Linked DNA regions of Sus scrofa: region 2 is linked to region 1. A link is a contact called in public HiChIP or PLAC-seq data. All regions are on one chromosome and are shown on one strand. Each heading gives the region's core, a stretch centred on a gene start, on an enhancer-like site or on the middle of the called end of the contact. The rest is flanking DNA. Distances are from core to core; before and after follow the strand shown.

Evidence for each region. HiChIP or PLAC-seq counts read pairs in DNA pulled down with a chosen protein or histone mark.
Region 2: a contact with region 1 is called in an H3K27ac HiChIP or PLAC-seq map of skeletal muscle, with 2.7 times the contacts expected there. The contact joins the promoter of TIMM13 here to the promoter of SLC39A3 in region 1. A contact is called at or near these places in 1 of 47 Hi-C or Micro-C datasets (epiblast stem cells) and 1 of 2 datasets of contacts at active chromatin or transcription factors (skeletal muscle).

Annotation. Positions count from the first base shown.
Region 1 is chr2:75,906,962-75,910,376 of Sscrofa11.1, reverse strand. SLC39A3 (zinc transporter ZIP3) reads right to left here and starts at 1,926. Exons shown (of 3, transcript XM_005652818.3): 1 at 1,757-1,926; 2 at 143-480. The coding sequence starts at 352.
Region 2 is chr2:76,145,230-76,148,878 of Sscrofa11.1, reverse strand. TIMM13 (mitochondrial import inner membrane translocase subunit Tim13) reads right to left here and starts at 1,933. Exons shown (of 3, transcript XM_003353990.4): 1 at 1,747-1,933; 2 at 1,592-1,660; 3 at 716-1,421. The coding sequence starts at 1,866. The coding sequence ends at 1,323. It overlaps LMNB2 (lamin-B2), which reads right to left. Exons shown (of 12, transcript XM_003353991.4): 12 at 2,315-3,649.

The DNA of each region.
Region 1 (3,415 bases), core at 677-3,176:
ACCTTGAAAAATCATGAATCACCATGTTGTACACCTCTAACTTAAACAATCTTGTACATCAACTATATCTCAATTTAAAAAGAAAGGAAAAAGGGAAAGTATAGAGACCCTCTACCATAAGGTGCCAAGGGCTGCTGCTTACCTTTTCCCTCACGGCGGGCAGTAAAGCATTGAAGCATGTGGCCAGAAAGACCCCGCCTCCAAAGGTGTTGCACAGTGAGAGGATCTTTTTCGAGCGATGGGCCTTCTCAAAATCTGACTCGATGATCTTTACGGGGAGCAGGGAGCCAAGCAGCATGAAGAAGAACACGCCCACCATGCAAAGGATTTTGGCCACCAACAACTTCATCATGGTGGCGGCCCGGACTGCTCCGGTCACCGGTCGCGGCAGGGCCAAACCATGTGTGGGCGTGCACTCTGTCCCAGGAGGTGCTATGGGGTCCAGCCACACAGCCGGGCGCTCATGCCTCAGCCTAGCCACTGTGAATGCCAGGAACAACCACGTCAGCTGTTGGACTGGTTATACAACTAGCTCTAGGGAGCAAGCCCATCTCCCCCAGCATCTCACCCCCATCCCAGGTCTGACACACATCACTGCCTTCCGCAGAAAATTCTCCATGGCTGTCCAACATGGCTAGGGAGTTAAACTTAAATAAGATGTAGAATTCAGCTCCTCAGGTGTGCTACCTGTATTTCAAATGATCAGGAGTCACCTGTGTCTAGCAGCTACCATACTGGACAGCACAGAGAACATTTCCATTGTTGCAGAATGTTCTGTGCCCCACTGCTCTTACATAAAATCCAAAAGTTTTACCCTGAGGCAAAGACTCTCCACCATCATCTCCCCTCACTGGTCTTTATGATCCCTAAAGGTGCCAAGCACATTCCTGCCTCAGGGCATGTGCACCAGTTGTTCTCTCGGCTTGGACCCTTTCTCTTCCCTGACCTTCCAATGATGTTTGTTTTCCAGGTCACTGCTTCCAGGACCCCTCAGGAGGGCCACCCGTGGGCTGACCCCTGCCCTAAATGGCATCCCTTGTACCAACCGCAAGGCCTGGTGCAGAAGAGACGCTCAGTAACCGCTTGCTGAACAAATGGATGAGCTGAAGCATGTGGACCTCTTTACCAGACTCAATGAGCCAAAGTGGTACAGATCTCACCCTAGACCTGAAAACATCACTGTTAGTAGGAGGGACCCTGCTCCCTTGTCCTTTAGGCTTCCTCCCCAGTCTCCCAGTTCTCACTGCCTGCGATCCCACATCAGCTAAAATGCCACCTCCCACCCCCTCCCCTGGCATTATTTTCTGGCATTATTGGTGCTACAGGGAACTACATGATTTAAAATCCCTATATGTCCACAATCGCCCTGGGCTGCTACCTCCACGGGAAAGGGGAGGCGCCAAATACCTGTGAGTGTCCAGATCCCCCGGTCTGTGGCGCTGGGGTGAGGGGAGTGGCCTGGACGCCCTCAAACCGAGGGCTGATCGGGCTGGGTAAAGGTGATCGGCTCATTCATTCATCTTTTCATTCAGCACGTAATGAACGCCTTCTGTGTGCTCCGCGCTGCACCGGGAGCCTAGCCCAAGAGGGGACAACTCGCGCTCCGCTGGGAGAACCCGACGCAAATCACACATATCACCGGTAAAGGCGAAACCACGGCGGGTGCCCCGGCGGGCCCTTGGCTAACGGACGAGAAAGCCTCCTCCGCCCCGGGATGCCCCGCCCGGCCCCCAGCCCCGACCCAGCCCGCACGTACCTTCGCCGAGTCCTCACCCGCCAGTCTGAGCCGCCCGCCGCTCAACCGCCGCGCGGTGTTTGACCCCACTGCCGCGCTCCCGGCCAAGCCCTAGCTCGGCGCGCCGCTGCCTACGCCCCGCCCACGCCTTTGTCTACTGGTCCCCTCAAGCTCAGCGGGACAAGTTCTCCAAGCCACTGGCTACTGTGACTGCCATTCACCCCGCGACTCCACCTCTCCCACAGGCATGGGAAAGTAGTTTCCTCCCATTGAGCGGCGGGTACAGCCTCCGGGCGGCTCCGGCGGGAAACTCCAACCATAGAGGAAAGGTTCCGGTAGTTTGGTTTCCAGAGCTGTCCAGGGGCCCCTGGTGCTGAATACCGTTCAGATCTAGGCTTGGCCATTGTCAGGAAACGATTTGCTAAGGAAGACTATTTCTCTCGGAGAATCCTCGCTGATGATGCCCTTCCTATGGGCTTAAGAAGCAGGTTTATCCGTTCAACCTCTCTGCCTTCTATGTGCCAAGGCCTTTCCTTGGAGAATATCTGTCAAGAGAACAAAAAAATCTCTCCTTTTTTGGATCTTACATTCTAGGAGAAGACAGAGGAAATAATTGATAAACATAATAAGTGATAAAGTCATGTCAGAAGGCCACAAGCGCTCTGGAATAATAGAGCCTAGTAAGGGTTATCAAGAGTGCTGGGTGGGAATCCCCGCTGCCATGCAACAAATCGACAACGTCTCTGCAGCGCCAGGACACTGGTTCCATCCCTGGTCAGGTGCAGTTGGGTGAAAAGATCCGGTGTTCCCACAGTGACTCTGATCTAATCCCTGGCCCAGGACACTTTAATTGTAGCCTTTGAGAGGCCCTGAAACTGAGGACTCATTTATGTGAACATGGATTCCTGACCCACAGAAACTGTGAGATAATAAATGTTGCTCTTGTGAGCCACTGAGTTTTGTGGTAATCTGTTAGGCAGCAAAAGATAACATATATAACCTCATGGTTCCTGGTGGGATTCATTTCTGCTGTGCCACATGAGTAACTCCCAGAAAGTTTTAAAAAATGATTAAGAAACGTCTTATGATGTATTACTAAAGTTGTCTCATAAAAATATTAAGTCGGAGTTCCCGTCGTGGCGCAGTGGTTAACGAATCCGACTAGGAACCATGAGGTTGCGGGTTCGATCCCTGCCCTTGCTCAGTGGGTTAACGATCCGGCGTTGCCGTGAGCTGTGGTGTAGGTTGCAGACGCGGCTCGGATCCTGCATTGCTGTGGCTCTGGCGTAGGCCGGTGGCTACAGCTCCGATTCAACCCCTAGCCTGGGAACCTCCATATGCCGTGGGAGCGGCCCAAGAAATAGCAACAACAACAACAAAAAAGACAAAAGACAAAAAAAAAATAAAAATAAAAATATTAAGTCAAATGTAAAAGAAAATATAGGAGTTCCCATTGTGGCTCAGTGAGTTAAGAACCCGACATAGTGTCTGTGAGGATGCAGGATTGATCCCTGGCCTCACTCGATGGGTTAAGGATATGGTGTTGCCTTGGCTGTGGCGTAGATTGACAGCTGCAGCTCCAATTTGACCCCGAGCCCAGGAACTCCCATATGCCACAGGTGTGGCTGTAAAAAAAAAATTGTCTCAGGAGTTCCCGTTGTGGCACAGTGGAAATGAACC
Region 2 (3,649 bases), core at 684-3,183, 240 kb before region 1:
AAAAAGACAAAAATAAATAAATAAATAAATAAATAAAATTTAAAAATTAAAAAAAAAAAGAATGAGGGCAGGGAGTTTTCACTGTGGCACAGTAGATTAAGAATCTGGCTGCAGCGGCTCCAGTTTCTGGCCTGGCACAGCAGGTTAAAGGATCCTGAATTGCCACAGGTGTAACGTAAGTCATAGCTTTGGCTCAGATTCATTCTTCTTCTTCTTCTTTTTGTTTTTTTTATAACAACTGGCCACTCCTGCAGCATATGGAAATTGCCGAGCCAGGGACAGAACCACAGCCACTGTAGAAACAACACCATGTAGTTATGTTGTGAGCCACAAGGGAAGTCCTTTGGTTTGAATTCAATCCCTGGCCCAGGAACTTCCATAGGCCTCACCTGCAGCCATTAAAAAAAAAAAAAAAAAAGAAGAAGAAAAAAAAAAAAGGAATGAGCAATAATAAGGAAGGGAGTAGTTTGTCACCAGAGCTGCTCCAGCCCTTTCCTCACAACCTATCCACCCTGACCTTTTGCAGGAAGGAGGTCCCTGCTCAAAACCTGCCAACCACCACCCCACCTTTTAGTAGGAGTGAACAGAAATCTTTAAAGATTAACTTTCAGTTAATCCTAATGCATAGAACACGAAGACACATACACACAAAAACAAAACCACGAAACCCTGCTGGGAGGAAAATGGTGGCAAATCTGACTTCCAACAAACGCTGTCTCATTATGTGTGGATTTTACTACATTAGCTTATTAAATAACACACGCATCCGCAGCCTCGACCAGACATTAAAGACCAAAAAAGATAAAAAAGAGGTGGCACCCCACTCCCTCGGAAAAAGCTCAGCCCCTTCCCGCGTAGACATACACACAGGCCTCCTTGTTAAAATTAAGCCCCTCTCGCCAGCTAAGAAGCTGATCTGTGAGTTCGTTTGTTCACGCGTCTCCATACTTTAACTGCTGAATAAAGCTTGTGCTGTGTCCATCTCAGCTTCAGGCTCCACGGAACAGAAAAAGAACACCCCCTAGGAGACATAGAGCCTAAGCCGGCCCCCAACAGGGTCCATATGACACAATTCGGTAACAGGGGCACTAGGGAAGGCACCACCCGGGCCAGGGGCCCCCCAGACGCAAGTTACACTCGCCGGCACGTGTGCGCGAACGGGGCACGGAGAAACAGAATACCAACTGTCCCAGCACCAGTCTGGTCCTCATAAACTTCTGGCAGGCAGCACGCACACGTTGGCCCCCGCCTCACAAACAGCATTTATGGAGATGGAACTGGGAGTGGGGTGGGGTGGGAAGTGGGCTGCTGGCGCGTCGCGATCACATGTTGGCTCGTTCTCGCTGCAGCCGAGAGTTGTAGGCACGGGACACGGTGTTCCAGGCGTCCATGTAGCGGTCCATGCACATGGCGATGCACTTCTAGGGACGGGGAGGGCGCGGGGCTCAGGTCTGGACCGCTGGCTGGGACCCCCAACACTCCCAGCAGCGGACTGCGCACGTGCCCACCGCACCGCCCCGTTAGTCCGCGCAGGCGCAGAGACCTCCCTGTCGGTCGGGGCCCACGACCAGTCTGGCTCCCTGGGTTTTACCTGCTCCGAATTGTCCAAGGAGCCCCCCGGCTTCCCGATGCACTTCCGGAAGCACTTGTCCGTCATCCTCTGTGGGGACACACGAGCGCTCAGTTGCGACTCCTCTCCCAGGGGCCCCGACCACCCTCAGCCCCGCCCCCGGCCCGGCCCCGAACCTGCAGCAGCTCCTGCGCGTTGGCCACGGCGATCTGCACTTTCACCTGCTCCATGATAAGCCCCGGGTCCAGCTTCCCGCTGCCGGAGCTCCCGAAATCCGAGCCAAAGCCGCCTTCCATATCTCCGCAAAGTCAACTGGAGTGCGGCCGCGTGCGCCCTCCCCAACCCGCGCCGGAAGTGGGCCGCCCCGTGGACCCACGGGAAATGGAGTCCGGGCACGAGGGAGCATGGGCGGGCGGGATACCCTTACCGCGCGGGGGGAGTCCCGCGCATGCGCAACAGGAGCAGGCCGCCGCCGATTTCCCCGAGACGGATGGAGGCCCAGGGTTCCGCGCTCAGGCCCCGCCCCCCGCGGGTCTCGCCGCGCGTGCGCACGAGGCGGCGGGCACTTCTACACTAGACCTTGAGCCCGGGGAGGGACATGGGCGTGTCACGTGGCCAAAGGGGCGTTGGTGAAACCCGTGGGTGAGGAATGCCAAAAACTAGGATAGCGGGTCAAACTAGGAACATTAGAGGATGAGAGCTCCCGCTCCAGCTGGCTGGCGTCGGAGTGAACTCAGAGGGAGATTTTTAAAACCAAAATGTTTATTGGAGTGTTGTATAAAAGTTTCCAGTCATAAAAGGTATATTACAAATCATTGGAGAAAGCAAAACACACGTTTGGCATGCATCTTAAAAATCACCCACAGATGTCTGAAATGTGTCCAGACAGCCGGGTTCTTGAAGCCGAGTCCACCAGCATGTTGTACAGATGATCCCTTACGGGTTGGAATTAAGACCTTTCCAGTAGCTTTAATGTCCTTGAGGAATGTCAGTCCCAACTCGGATATGCTGATATAAATAGAACTGCTGGGAAGACCGTGTGAGTAAAAACCCCAAGTCAGAAGCCTTGCTGTTAGGAAAACAGCTGAACGCCCAAGTCTTAGGTGAGCACCCAGGCCCCGGGGGAAAGGCAGCAGTGTCTCCCAGGGATTGCCTTGCCGACCTCATCCTTGTAGGCCACTCCTTCCCTGGGCTGGGCCGAGAATGAGTTTTCTCTAAATTGGTGCTACAGTTACTTGCAGTCACATGACAAGGGCTTAGAAAAAAGAATCACTTCGGCATCATTTAAATGGCTGAAAGTTAAGCATGTTAAAGGGCAAGTGCAAATTGTTTCCTAGGCTATGGCTGCCATTTTAACATTGGACTCTTGTTTCCAAATACTTGAATATCCACAACTGTTATCCAACTCCAGCCATAACTGGCCACCAGCCCAGCATACCCACCAAAGGCACCTCAGTGCCTGCCTGGGCCACCTCTAGGGTCCACTCAAGACCTCATCCAGGCAACTGTGGGGCAGGGATATGACCAAAAGGTGGCTTTGAGGCAAATCACCTGCGAGGAACAATCCCAGCCAGGGAGCCTGGGGGCTCTTGCAGGCCCCAGTGCAACCCTGGGGCTGGTTTTTCTGGGCCGGCAGTGAGGGTAGGGCCCTCTCCCTTCCTTCTGGGCCAGAAGCCCTGCCTGCCAAATTGTGTCAGCAATTCAGACCCAAAAGCCAGGACATAGCTTTGACCCCCAAATTTCCAAAATACCTTGAAGGATGTGGCTGAGCCCAGTGCAGTTTCCACATGATTAGGGGTCACCTCCACCCACCCTCCCAGCACCTCATCACGCCCTCCAGACCCTCACTAGCCCTCACTTCCTGCTATGGGGAGGGGTGGGGAACAGCCCACGGCCTCAGAGGCCTGGAAGCCTCTCACTCTTGGGGAAGGTCACACACTGGGTGGGGATGGTGCGTTGCCAGGGCAGGAAATGCTCACCAGGGGCCTGCACCTTCCCCGAGAGGCGAGGCTCTGGTGAGATGCGTCTCCTTCCACAGGGGTGTCCCTGTCCAGGAGCTCAGTGGCTGTGGACTTAAAG